Linked DNA regions of Mus musculus: regions 2, 3 and 4 are each linked to region 1. Evidence: chromatin contacts called from public Hi-C data. All regions are on one chromosome and are shown on one strand. Each heading gives the region's core, a stretch centred on a gene start, on an enhancer-like site or on the middle of the called end of the contact. The rest is flanking DNA. Distances are from core to core; before and after follow the strand shown. Region 1 has its middle 91 kb from the start of Cdh17. Region 2 overlaps Gm35884 (a long non-coding RNA gene). Region 3 holds the start of Gem (GTP binding protein (gene overexpressed in skeletal muscle)). Region 4 has its middle 19 kb from the start of Gm11832.

Region 1 (2,700 bases), core at 98-2,597:
CTTAAGTTTGTCATTGGTAAAAAATATTGCCTAGTACTAACTAGTTGAAAGAAACTCATTGCTTAGAGCCTGTGGTGCTTTGAATGAGAATTAGCCGTACAGGCTCATATAGTTGAATTCTCAGTCTCCAGTTAGTAGAACTGTTTTGGAAGGACAAAGAGGTGTGGCCTTGTTGGAAGACTGTGTCACTAGAGGCAGGCTTTAAGGTTTCAAAGGCCATTCCCAATTCATTCTCTCTCTCTCTCTCTCTCTCTCTCTCTCTCTCTCCCTCTCTCTCTCTCTCTCTCTCTCTCTCTCTCTCTCTCTCTCTCTCTCAGATGTAAGCTCTTAGCTACTTCTCCAGCACCATACCTACCTGGCTGCTGCCATATGCCACACCATGACATTCACAGACTCTAACTTCCTAAACTGTAAGCAAGCCCAACTAAAGCTTTTTTTTTTCTTTTTTTAATAAGTACTGTAGTCATGGTGGGATTTCACCCACAACAACAGAAAAGTGTCTAAGACATAGCCATCTTGTATCTGCTTATAACACATTTATATGTACAGACCTATCAGAATCGTCAAGAAAATTTGAAATATATGTAATTTTGCTGAGAAATAAAACCAATCAATTACAGTAAAATCTAAGGAATAAGACTCATGGCCAGCCAGGTAGATTTGAGAAACACACAAGTACTTATTGACAGGGAAGTACTTTCAGGAGCTGCAGAGAATGCAATAGTGCCTGCTTGCTGCTGCAAAGGAAATACATGATTCATGTCACACAGAAAAGGAAGATTAAGAGCTTTAGAATGTTTATTGCTCATCGAGTGGTAGTCCTGGGCTGTCCTGATGAGCGCTCCATGCGCTAAGATAATATCCCTCTCCAATCTTGGGATCTCAGCTAGCAGAGGATTGCCGGGGGCGGGGCGAGGGGGGATGGGGGGGGATGGGAGGAGACAGCTGAAGTCCAGGAGGATCAGCAAGGCTGAATTCATGGATTTGTTTTGCAGGGCTGGGGATTAACTCCAGGGCCTTGCACGTGGTAGGCAGGCACTCTACTACTGTGATGCATCCTCTGTCCTTGTCCTTGGGCATTCATTATTTAAGAGCAGTAAAACTGGATTTTGATTAGTAAAGCACTGGTGGGGGGTGCGGGGGGGGGGGAGGAGGAATGAGCAGAACTCCAGTTCCAGTGGCAGAGGAGGACTGGCGAGATTTAAAGTGACCCATGAAGCCGAGAGCAGCAAAAGCCAGAAAAGTGAAAATTTACATAAAGCGTGACTGAGGCGGATCAGTGCCATCCCAGCTAAGGGCGGAGTGGGGAGAGGGCTTTCAGATTCATAACTCAGACCCTGGGAAGCAGGACCGCTGCCCCTCCAGCAATCACGTGGCCTTGCGTGTGTCGGAATACATCTCAAAGCTTTAAATGGGTTAGGTTGTTTTGGGTTTCTTTGGCTGCTGTTCTAAGCAGGCAAGGACAGGAAGAAGGGAGGAGCCTTTCTTCAGAAGTGATAGGAACACCTGCAAACTATTGGGCAACCTTGAGTTTGTCCAGACCAAAACTCAAGGGTGGTGGGAGGAGCAGCTGTGTGGGAGTCAGCTCAAGTCTTTCAGTGTGGAGCCTGCCAAGGAAGCAGGTGTTGTAGACTGAGCTTTGACCTTCTCAAGCCGGTCTACGCGTGAGCTTGCACACACAGTGTCTTGATACACATGGAAAGGCATAAGGCCCCCTTCTGGGAATGTCCATGGGAAAGAGCCAAATCCCTGCCTCCTCCCTCCTTGTTTACTCTCATCTCATTGGTCAAAGAAGGTCAGACGGTCACCCCCTTCTTCGAAGTAGGAGAGAAACAGTCCGTGTGTGTGTGTGTGTGTGTGTGTGTGTGTGTGTGTGTGTGTGTGTGTGTGAGTGATGGGAGGAGCCTGTGCTAGAGTGGGGCCCACACTGAAGTTCTTGTACCAAAAGGTTTGCAGAGGGTGAGAGGAACCGCAGGCGTCCTTCTCCGAAGCCTTTTATCTCCGAGGGGTTGGGGGAGTGATCATATGACAAGCCCTAGTGCCTCTGGTCACCTACAGAGTTCACTCAGGTACAAAGTGTCTTTCTGGAATAAGTATGTGCTTGTGTAGCCTTTGTTCTTCCTAACTTATCACTAAGACTGAATCTAAGAATAGGGATGTAGGAGTGAACAGCCTGGGCCAGGCACTGTGCATGGCTGACCATTTGCAACTTGAACTTGCCATAAGGTAGCTGAAGTGAGGCCTTGGACCTTGAGTGTACAGCCTTGACCAGCTTTATTATTGTAAGGGTCCAAAAATCACTAAAGGAAGACCCCAGACTCAGATAGTATGCAAAGACAAAGAGTGTTTATTCTGCAGAAACAACCAGCATGCGGGGGTCAATGATTCCAAATTGGCAATCCCAGACAAAGGCTCACGGGCCTTCTTATAGGGAACTCTCTAGAAGGACTAGGTAACCTATAAATTCATTAATGGGTACTAGGGGGTCACAGATGGTCAGTGGTCTGCATTCCTATGTCATGAACTTTTAACCATAGGGTGAAATAGAGCTGCCCAACACAGCTGGCCCATTCTGAGATAAGATATTTCCCCAGCTTTTGGTTATCCCCAGGCTTTTCTTTGGGAGGGGATTTTATGACCTTGTTTCTGGATGTTATGGTCTGATCCTGGAGCTGGTGCCTTATAGCCTTATTTTCTAAA
Region 2 (2,700 bases), core at 166-2,665, 180 kb after region 1:
ACTGAATTCTCCCTACTCATGTTCACACTTGGTGAGCTGTTTGCCTTCCAGAGCTCTTGCTATGCTCCAAGGAATGGAAAGAACGGCTCTGATGCTGCCCTGGGGGGTGGGGGTGGCCACCACATCTGCCTTTGCCATGCACTGGCTTAGTGATCCTGGGCAGGTGTGAAAAAATCGCTCTTCAGTTTTCCTATCTGTGAACCGTTGAGAGTAACAACACTTTAAATGGGTCTGCCTCATGCAGTTGTTAGGGGGAAAAAAGTGAAGAGCCTGGCACATAGTAAGACCTGTGTAAGTGGGCAGGACCATCAGTGATTACAGCAGCCCTTGTGCCCCGCTTTCCTATCTCTCAGGCCCCAGGAAAGACTCCCTAACCTTGATCTTGAGGCTGGTGGAATGGATGCTTGACATTGAGTCTATTACCTGGGAGTCCTGGAAGAGCCAGGCAGATCCACAAATATCTCACAGTGTGAGAGGTCTGGAAGCTGACGTTTCAGAGCCGTGTGGTGGTGTTAGCAATTCCCTGATGTCTTTCATTCTTCTCTCAGGGGTCCAGGGAACTCAAGCTTATTTCTGAGTCTATCTGTCATAGGCTATGAAACGGATCATGCAAAGCAGCAGATGAGAGGAACCCTGCTTCCTTTCCGCAAGTTTCCTGCTGTTTCAGCTGTATATACCTCCTCCCATTCTAGCTGAGTCTTGGGACAGAGGGAAGGGAGGGAGGGTTTCCACTCTGCAGGAAGGCTCCTGTCAATTTGTTTGCTATACCCGTTGCCCCTAGTTTATAGTACTTTGACTTTAAAAGAAAAGTTTTTCAGGCAACAGCTGGGCGAAGAGACTCGCACAGGAGTGGGCACGGAGCCAGCTCTCCTCAGCACTGGCTAAGTGTGAGGCTTGCTTTGCGAAAGAACCAGTCCTGTGACGAAAATCCCAGTTGGGCCGCAGCCTGCATAGGGCTGATGTGAGGCCTGGCCCCACGGGTGAACACAGCCTAGACAGCCTATTTGTTCTTGGCTGACTAGAGATGGCACAGTGCACATCTGGGATGAATCAACTGTTGGCCAGTTACTAAATAATAAAATGCCCAGGCAGAGTGTGAGTCGGTGCCCTGTTTACAGCAGGTTAGAGGCACATGCGCTGTGCTGCCCCAGAGCAAGACATAAAATTACAGGACTGTCGTTTCCTCTCCAGTGGTTCCTGAAATAGGCTTGCTAGGGGTTGCTTTTTTAAAGCAAGTAAGCAAGCATGCAAGCAAGCAAGCAAACCTGCAAACAGACAACCACAAAACAACTTGGAGCCAATGAATTCTTTTCAAACAAGTTTCTTCTGGAAGCCAGGGTTTTGTTTCCTTGCCAAGGGAGCAGGTTCTCTCTAAGTTGCAGAGGGTGCCTCCTGTGAGCTCTGGAGAGACATGAAGGAGGCAGGCTAGCAGCAGCTGGGCTGTGGCAGGCCAGCCAGGCTTCACCCTCCACAGCTCAGTTAGTCCCCCGAATTGCTCTTTTCAAACAGCTGTCTGCCTGCATGCAGGGGCCTCAATTCTCGAGAAGGGTGGTGTCTCTATTGTCCTAGGCTGCATAACCTTTCTGCTAATGTCCTTTGCAGTGTATTAGGTGTAATATCACATGCCGAGAGAGACCCTTCCAGGACAGAACAATCGAGCTGGGGGAGACCGAAGCGTACTTCTATACACAGTGAAATGGCCAGACTTAGGAAAAGAACATCCCCAGATGGAACACACAACACAGTGGATGACCTGCCTCCTCCTGTGCTAGGTGAGAAACAGGAAGGAGACTGAGGAAGGGGTCAGGGCTTCCACAAGAGGTGGCCCACGCTGGGCTTTCAAAACTCTGTGATTAGACAATGAGATCCTGCCCACAGTAGTGACAGTGACTGTGTACAGGGCAATCTGCTAAGCTGTATGCATGTATTAATTCTGTCTACCAGTGATTTCTGGTGGATGCTAGGATATTTTTTAGATGAGAGAAGAGCAGATCAGAGAGGGTAAGAAATACATTCAAAGTCACACAGCTGGTATGAGTAGTAGTCTATCTAAATTTGAACACAAGAGTCCATTTTTAAAGTATCAGATTCTCTCTTCTAGTGGTTGGGGAATGCTGCCTCAGCTGCTCCAGGTTCTGCTTGTCTTATCAGGAGACCCTGACTGCACTTTTCTTGGCACTGTTTTGTTTGTGTGCTTGTTTGTTTTGTGTCTTAGTTTAACATCCAGCCTGTTCTCTAACTCTCTATGTAGCTTGGGTTGGCTTTCAACTTGTGATCAACTTGCCTCAGTCTCTTGAAAGCTAGAGTTAGAGATGAACATCACCATGGGGCCAATTTCTGCTGTTTTTGAGATGTTTCTGTGATGAGTAGTCTTGAAAGTTAGCAGTGATGTTGCTTTCTGGAACAGAGGGCAGGCATGCTCACTGCTCATTGCAGAAGACTCCAGTTCTGTAAACACTGGCTTCCCCTTCTGTCAGACAATTCCTCTGCACGAGCAGGCATCAGCTGCCCCTTCATAGCAGACCCTCCCCAAGAGAGACGGTGCTCACGGGGCTGCCTTCTGTGCTGCAGTAGTGAATGTCTTTGTTTCTGACCCTAGAGTTTCATGCCTCCTGCTCATGCCTCTTTGAACTGTGTTAAGACAAGCCATCTGTCTAAGTCACTTTCCTATTACTGTGATAAAACACCTTGACCAAGGCA
Region 3 (2,700 bases), core at 54-2,553, 140 kb after region 1:
TTCAACAACAACAACAACACACACACACACACTCAGTAACTAGCTTCTCAATCAGGCTGTCGTTTGTAGTAGCAGTAACACCATCCATCCATTGCCCATAAGCTCCCTCTGTCCTTAAAGGAGCTTTGGAAATCCCACCGGGAGTTGGCACAGAGGCAGCTGGAAGGAACCCATTGCCTCCAGAAATGACATTACCATCAGCAACAAGTTAGAGCTGCTGGGCACCAGCTGGCCAGGTTAACTGTTCTTGTCTAAACATGGCTCTTAATTGCCCCCGCATCCTGCAGTCTTGAGCCTCAGTGGGAAACACGCGGCAATGACATCACTCCCCTGGCTGGACTGGACAGGCACTTTGGGGGAACTTCCATGTTTAGTAAGGTTGCCCTGATGTCCTCCAGCTGCCTGACTGAAGAGGCCGTTATTTGGGGAGTGGGACAGTTTCTGTTTGAGTGCTATGCCTCAGCTCTACCCTCTTATCTACAGAAACTGTTTAGCGTAGCAGCCCTGAGGCTGGTTCTTCTGAGAGGGGAAGGACCTGCTCACATTCAGACACATCACACTTGTACAAAAAGGGCTTCATTCTTAAGGAACGTCGTCCACTCCATGATTTTTTTACTGTATATAATTATTTATTTTAAAAATTGCACCTTTCTGACGTAAATTAGAAGATCAGAGACTCAGTGAAAAGCCACTCAACAACTTCCTACAACTTTTTCCTTGCAAGACTGCCTTGCCTGACAGGCAGTCTGTTCTGCCAAGACTGCCCGAGATAACCGCTCTATGGTTTTTAACTCAGCAAGCTCCCCGCGTGAGCGCAAGGATCACGCTCAGCTCACACACCCTACTCCATACATCACACCTATGCCACGATCCAGAACCAGCCGGTTTCTTTTTAAGTCTTAAAAACAGTCCCTGGGTTGACAGACTTGCGACAGCAGACCTTGAAGTCTGCCGCCTGGCCACCTAATCTGTAAGGTGACACTCCTCCGAAATTGAATTTAGAAACCCCCATCAGAAGCGCATCCTTTGCGCCTGAACTTCTTTCTCCCACGGCAGAACCCCCGGTACAGACCTAGGGAGTCTAGGGACTGGCTGCCTTCCTAACTTAAAAAGTTCGGAGACCAGGAACGCCCCTTCCCACAGAGGCTCCCACTGGGACTGCCCCTCAGCCATGGCCCCTTACTTGGCTGCACTGGGCGCTGGGTGGGCGTCTGCCGTCGATCCGCCTGCTGCAACGCCTGACGTCTGCGATGCGGGCTCCGCAGTCCGAGGCTGTGTGATGTCCGCTGGCAGTGCCGCCTCCTGAAGCCTCCGCTGCCCGCCGCCGTTTATAGCGCGCCCGGCAGCCCCGCGACGGGGCTTTTCCGTGACGTCAGCGCTCCCGCCGGGAGGGGGCGGCTCTGCAGCAAACTGAGTTGCAGCCACTTGGCTAAATCAGTTACTCGTAGTCATGTGACTCCCCTATCCCCTTGAGGGGAGTGAGGGAGAAAAAAAATGACAGTTCAATCGTTGATTTTGTTTTATTTTCTTTTTATCAGGTGGACACTGGAAAAATACACTTAGTGCTACTTAATCGCCCTTCCCAGCAGAGCACTTGTAAGCTGTCTGAATAAAGGATGAGGAAAGAAACAGGCCCAAGCCGCGAGTCCAGCTTTGCCAAGAAAACAGATCCGTCTGAGTGAGCGGGACTCCGGCCTCCAGGATGAGGCTACAGCCACCCTGAGTGGACAGACCACCTTCAGAGCATGCTCTGAGAAGCAACCAGGCCCTTCCTGCTTCCTGACTTCTTATCTCTGACTTGGGACATACTGCTTTGTTTCCTTCTTCTGGAAGAGATCCAAAAGAGAAGAGTCGGAGGAAAGAGTAGGGGATCTTGAAAAGGGGCAGGTTGGCTCCAAGCAGCTTGTGCTAAACACTGCCATCCCCCTGTTTTGGCCACAATGCTGAATCTCCTCCATCAGAAATTTAATCACACCCCAATCAGCGCATCTCAGAACCGAGCTGCTCAGCATGGCTGGAACTTTGGCCTAGAGCCAGGACTTCCCAGCCATGGGGAGATACAAGGAGGCTCAATCCCCTGAGAGAGCCCTACTGCTTCTATCATTTGCTAAGATTTGCAAAGACCTGTGGTTCTGGTGGGCCTGGAGAACCTTGCCCTTACTACAGTTGTGGATTGAGAACAAGAGGCCCTGCAATGAAACCTGCCTTAAGTACATTTTAAACTGCACTGCTAAGTGACCTCTTCCCCAGGACATGGGTATTTCCCGGGGACGTGGGCATTTCCCACATGCTGTGTTTAGAGTCCATGCTAGCCTTTCCAACACATCCATCTGCTTCTCCAGCCAGCTTCTGCTGTGGGTTGGCTGGCGGCCCCTCGGGAAGCAGCCAGCACCAGTGTCTATTGGAGTGGCTGGGCTGCTCTGTGGTTACAACGGTGTCACGAAGGCATCTATGCGATTTGGGAATTATCCAAGTGACCAGCTGCACCTCAGGTCTGTCAGGGACCAAGCTGGCAAAGGTAGAATCCACCAAATAAGAAAGATGGAGAGTGCCTTAGTCTCAAAGGCAGAGCCCCAAATTTATTTATGCACAAGGAAGATAAGAGCCAGAGCCAGAATAGACTATAGTTTGGCCACTCAGGAAGACTTTAGGTGGCCAAACTAAAGTCTATTCTGGGTACCATAAAGCTCTGGATACGGC
Region 4 (2,700 bases), core at 144-2,643, 220 kb after region 1:
CTGTGGGCACCAGGCATGCTAGTGATGCCCAGGCATATATGCAAGCAAAATACCCACATACATAAAATACAATTTTTAATTAAAAATGAATAAAAATTCTAGCATGCATCAGAAAGGGACCTAGAGACTCCACCCCATCAGAGAAGTAATCGGTAGCTACAGGGAAAGAGAGTCCCTCTTCTTTGGGGACGAGGCCACTAGGAGGTGCTGATGCTGCAGTGGAAGACTGCATACCTATCTGTACATGGGCAGCATGAGCTGAGTGCTGGGGGATATTAATTTTACAAAATTGAAAAAAAAAAGAGAGGACATGAAGATGGGAGGAAGATGAGGAGCACTAGAGATAGCTGAAGGGACACAGTGGTGAATCATAGAACAGGAAAACCTACTGCCACCAGGTGTCTTTTGACATCCAGACACATGCCATGGCATGCATGTGAGCACACACACACACACTCTTCAGCACACTCACACACACACACACACACACACACACACACACACACACTCTTCAGCATGAATGGGGGTGATAAGTTCATTGCTCTATTCTTCAGGATGGTAATACTTTCTGAAGGAGGGACAGGATACACTCCCACATTTGTTATATCTTATTTCTGAATAAATAAAAGACGTGAAGCAAGTACTATATGATGCTCTGTTTTAGAACATGGTAGGTGTGCAGCTTAGAGAGGAGATTCTAGTGGCCTTTGATCTGGCCTTAGAAAGTAATTGGCCTTACAACAGAACAACAGGAGAACAGTGTAAATGCATTAACATTTAACATGAGAAGCCCTTCACGTGAGGATGTGAAGACTCACCAGCACAGTCAAGAGATGAGCACGGTTGTGCCGAGTGGAACAAGTAATAAACACCACAAGACAGAGGGGCTGGGCAGTGGGTGTCATAAGTAGAAACAGAGGTGAGTTAGTGAGGTCTGTTTGCACATGTTACATGTCTTCACGTTCTGTCCTTGCTGACAAGAGTGATGTGTTCTGTCCCAGGCAAAGTGTCCCACACCTGTAATCCCAGCCCTTGTGAGGATGAAGTCAGTCTACTGTACAGACCAAGTTCCAGGTGACCCAGGTCTACTACACCACCCTGTCCACTCCTCCTCCCACAGAGGACAACACTCTTCCTTCTGCCATCAGGAGGAAGTCTTTCACAAGGGAGTTTTAACAACACTTTTAAGATCCAGAGCAAAGGTTAAAGTGACGTCGTCACACCTGTTTCTCATGTGCCTTTAACTCAGAATGGCCAGTGTGCCATTGTGACATATAGGGAAACAGACGGCAGTCTAATGATGATGTTGTTGATAAAGGAGGATGTGTGAACAAATACATACAGCCAAGAAGTGTAGGCAGGAGCAACAGAGGGTTGCTAGGCAACAGAGGGTTGCTAGTCGCCATCACTAATGGTGCATGCTTTACAGAGCCTTGATAGAAGAATGAGCAGGCCTGCTTTTGTCAGCTGCAATTTGAACACAATTTACTCCTATTTATAGATATTCCCCAGCTTAGGAGTCCTTAAAGTTCTCCACACAGGCACCAGTTGATGAGCTCTGCCTCTGTGGGGCTCCAATAAAAAGATCTTTATGGTCAGTGGCCATGGGGTGGCTGACAACCGGGCAGCTTGAGTCAGCGCCCTAGGAGGAGCATGTGACCACAGTGCTGCAGAAAGGAGAGTGTTGGATCCTTGGCTTAGGGATTGCTTCCAAGGGAGACCTGGAAAGCCTTTCTGAGAGGTCGTGGGCCAGAGCCAATCAGATCTTCAGAACACTCAACAACACTCAGGGGAGATAAATATAGTTTTGAGCCCTGCAGAGGACCCCACCCTTATCTAAATTTGAATTTCAAATTGTTTGGCAAAAGCTAGCCAGGACTTGCTTGTGTTCCTAGGTTTCTATGGATATTATCTGTGTTACACAGGACACCCTAAATATCAGCTAGAATTTCACTTTTTATTCACTGGAGGTAAAATATAACATCACCTAACTTGTACAGCAAATCTGAGAACACAAAATTACCTCATCAGCACTTAAAGCAGAGAGGTTTTGAGTTGTGAGTGGTATCTTTTGGGTATGTCCAGTTAACAGGCCTATTCACCAAAGGAAATAAATCGACAAATCAGACTCCATGAAAAGGTCTAAAATTTGTGTGTAGAAAGGCAATTTCACCAGAGTAAAAGGGCAATCCACAGAATGGAAGGAAACTTGGAAATCGTATAATCTGATGAGAGTTTAGTGTCAAGAATGTATAGCGAACTAAAGCTCAACAAAAATACACACTAAGGAAGGCCATGTCAAGCTGTGGACATGGGCCTCCATTCCACAGCAAAAGGCTCAAGTCAAGACTAAGGCCAATGTAAAGAGATACCAACTGAAATGTATAGGACAGACATACGTGCAGGAAAAACAGTGCATATCTGCAACACACTACAGCAAAATGTTTTTTGTGGGTTTTTTTTTTTTTTTTTTTTTTTTGGTTGGTTGGTTGGTTGGTTGGTTGGTTGGTTGGTTGGTTGGGACTTTTTTAGTTTTTCCCCCCAATGGTATGTTTCTCCTTTTTTGTTGTTTTTATTTTTATTTTTTGTTTTCTTTGGGGGGATGCAAGGGCAGAAGGCAGAAGGAATAGGGGGAAATGAGTATAATTGGGGCACATGATGTAAAATTCACAATTAATCAATAAAAAATAAGCAAAAAGC

Evidence for each region. Hi-C and Micro-C count contacts between places; a contact is called where the count stands out from the background.
Region 2: a contact with region 1 is called in a Hi-C map of uterus. The contact joins two enhancer-like sites. A contact is called at or near these places in 1 of 15 datasets of contacts at CTCF or cohesin (the NIH/3T3 cell line), 1 of 484 Hi-C or Micro-C datasets (uterus) and 4 of 115 datasets of contacts at active chromatin or transcription factors (embryonic stem cells and large pre-B cells).
Region 3: a contact with region 1 is called in a Hi-C map of uterus, with 2.3 times the contacts expected there. The contact joins the promoter of Gem here to the enhancer-like site in region 1. A contact is called at or near these places in 9 of 39 promoter capture datasets (cranial neural crest, embryonic stem cells, frontonasal cranial neural crest and 5 more), 4 of 484 Hi-C or Micro-C datasets (muscle stem cells and uterus), 10 of 115 datasets of contacts at active chromatin or transcription factors (bone marrow-derived macrophages, effector CD8 T cells, embryonic forebrain and 6 more) and 4 of 9 other capture datasets (adipose tissue, liver, macrophages and 1 more).
Region 4: a Hi-C map of uterus shows a contact between it and region 1, with 4 times the contacts expected there. The contact joins two enhancer-like sites. A contact is called at or near these places in 1 of 15 datasets of contacts at CTCF or cohesin (large pre-B cells), 5 of 484 Hi-C or Micro-C datasets (myocytes and uterus), 4 of 115 datasets of contacts at active chromatin or transcription factors (embryonic stem cells, fibro-adipogenic progenitors and trophoblast stem cells) and 1 of 9 other capture datasets (embryonic stem cells).

The regions. Positions count from the first base shown.
Region 1 is chr4:11,847,353-11,850,052 of GRCm38.p6, reverse strand. No RefSeq gene overlaps it. Among named protein-coding and RNA genes, the nearest start is that of Cdh17, 91 kb to the right of the region's middle. Within about 2 kb of position 1,347, at least 40 of the 459 cell types and tissues checked have an H3K27ac peak or open chromatin away from gene starts, as enhancers often do. A contact at or near this core is called in muscle stem cells and uterus, where this site is marked.
Region 2 is chr4:11,671,181-11,673,880 of GRCm38.p6, reverse strand. Gm35884 (a long non-coding RNA gene) reads left to right here. Exons shown (of 4, transcript XR_881129.1): 2 at 1,603-1,772. Among named protein-coding and RNA genes, the nearest start is that of Gm35884, 3.6 kb to the left of the region's middle. Within about 2 kb of position 1,415, at least 104 of the 459 cell types and tissues checked have an H3K27ac peak or open chromatin away from gene starts, as enhancers often do. A contact at or near this core is called in uterus, where this site is marked.
Region 3 is chr4:11,703,050-11,705,749 of GRCm38.p6, reverse strand. Gem (GTP binding protein (gene overexpressed in skeletal muscle)) reads right to left here and starts at 1,303. Exons shown (of 5, transcript NM_010276.4): 1 at 1,184-1,303.
Region 4 is chr4:11,632,319-11,635,018 of GRCm38.p6, reverse strand. No RefSeq gene overlaps it. Among named protein-coding and RNA genes, the nearest start is that of Gm11832, 19 kb to the right of the region's middle. Within about 2 kb of position 1,393, at least 59 of the 459 cell types and tissues checked have an H3K27ac peak or open chromatin away from gene starts, as enhancers often do. A contact at or near this core is called in uterus, where this site is marked.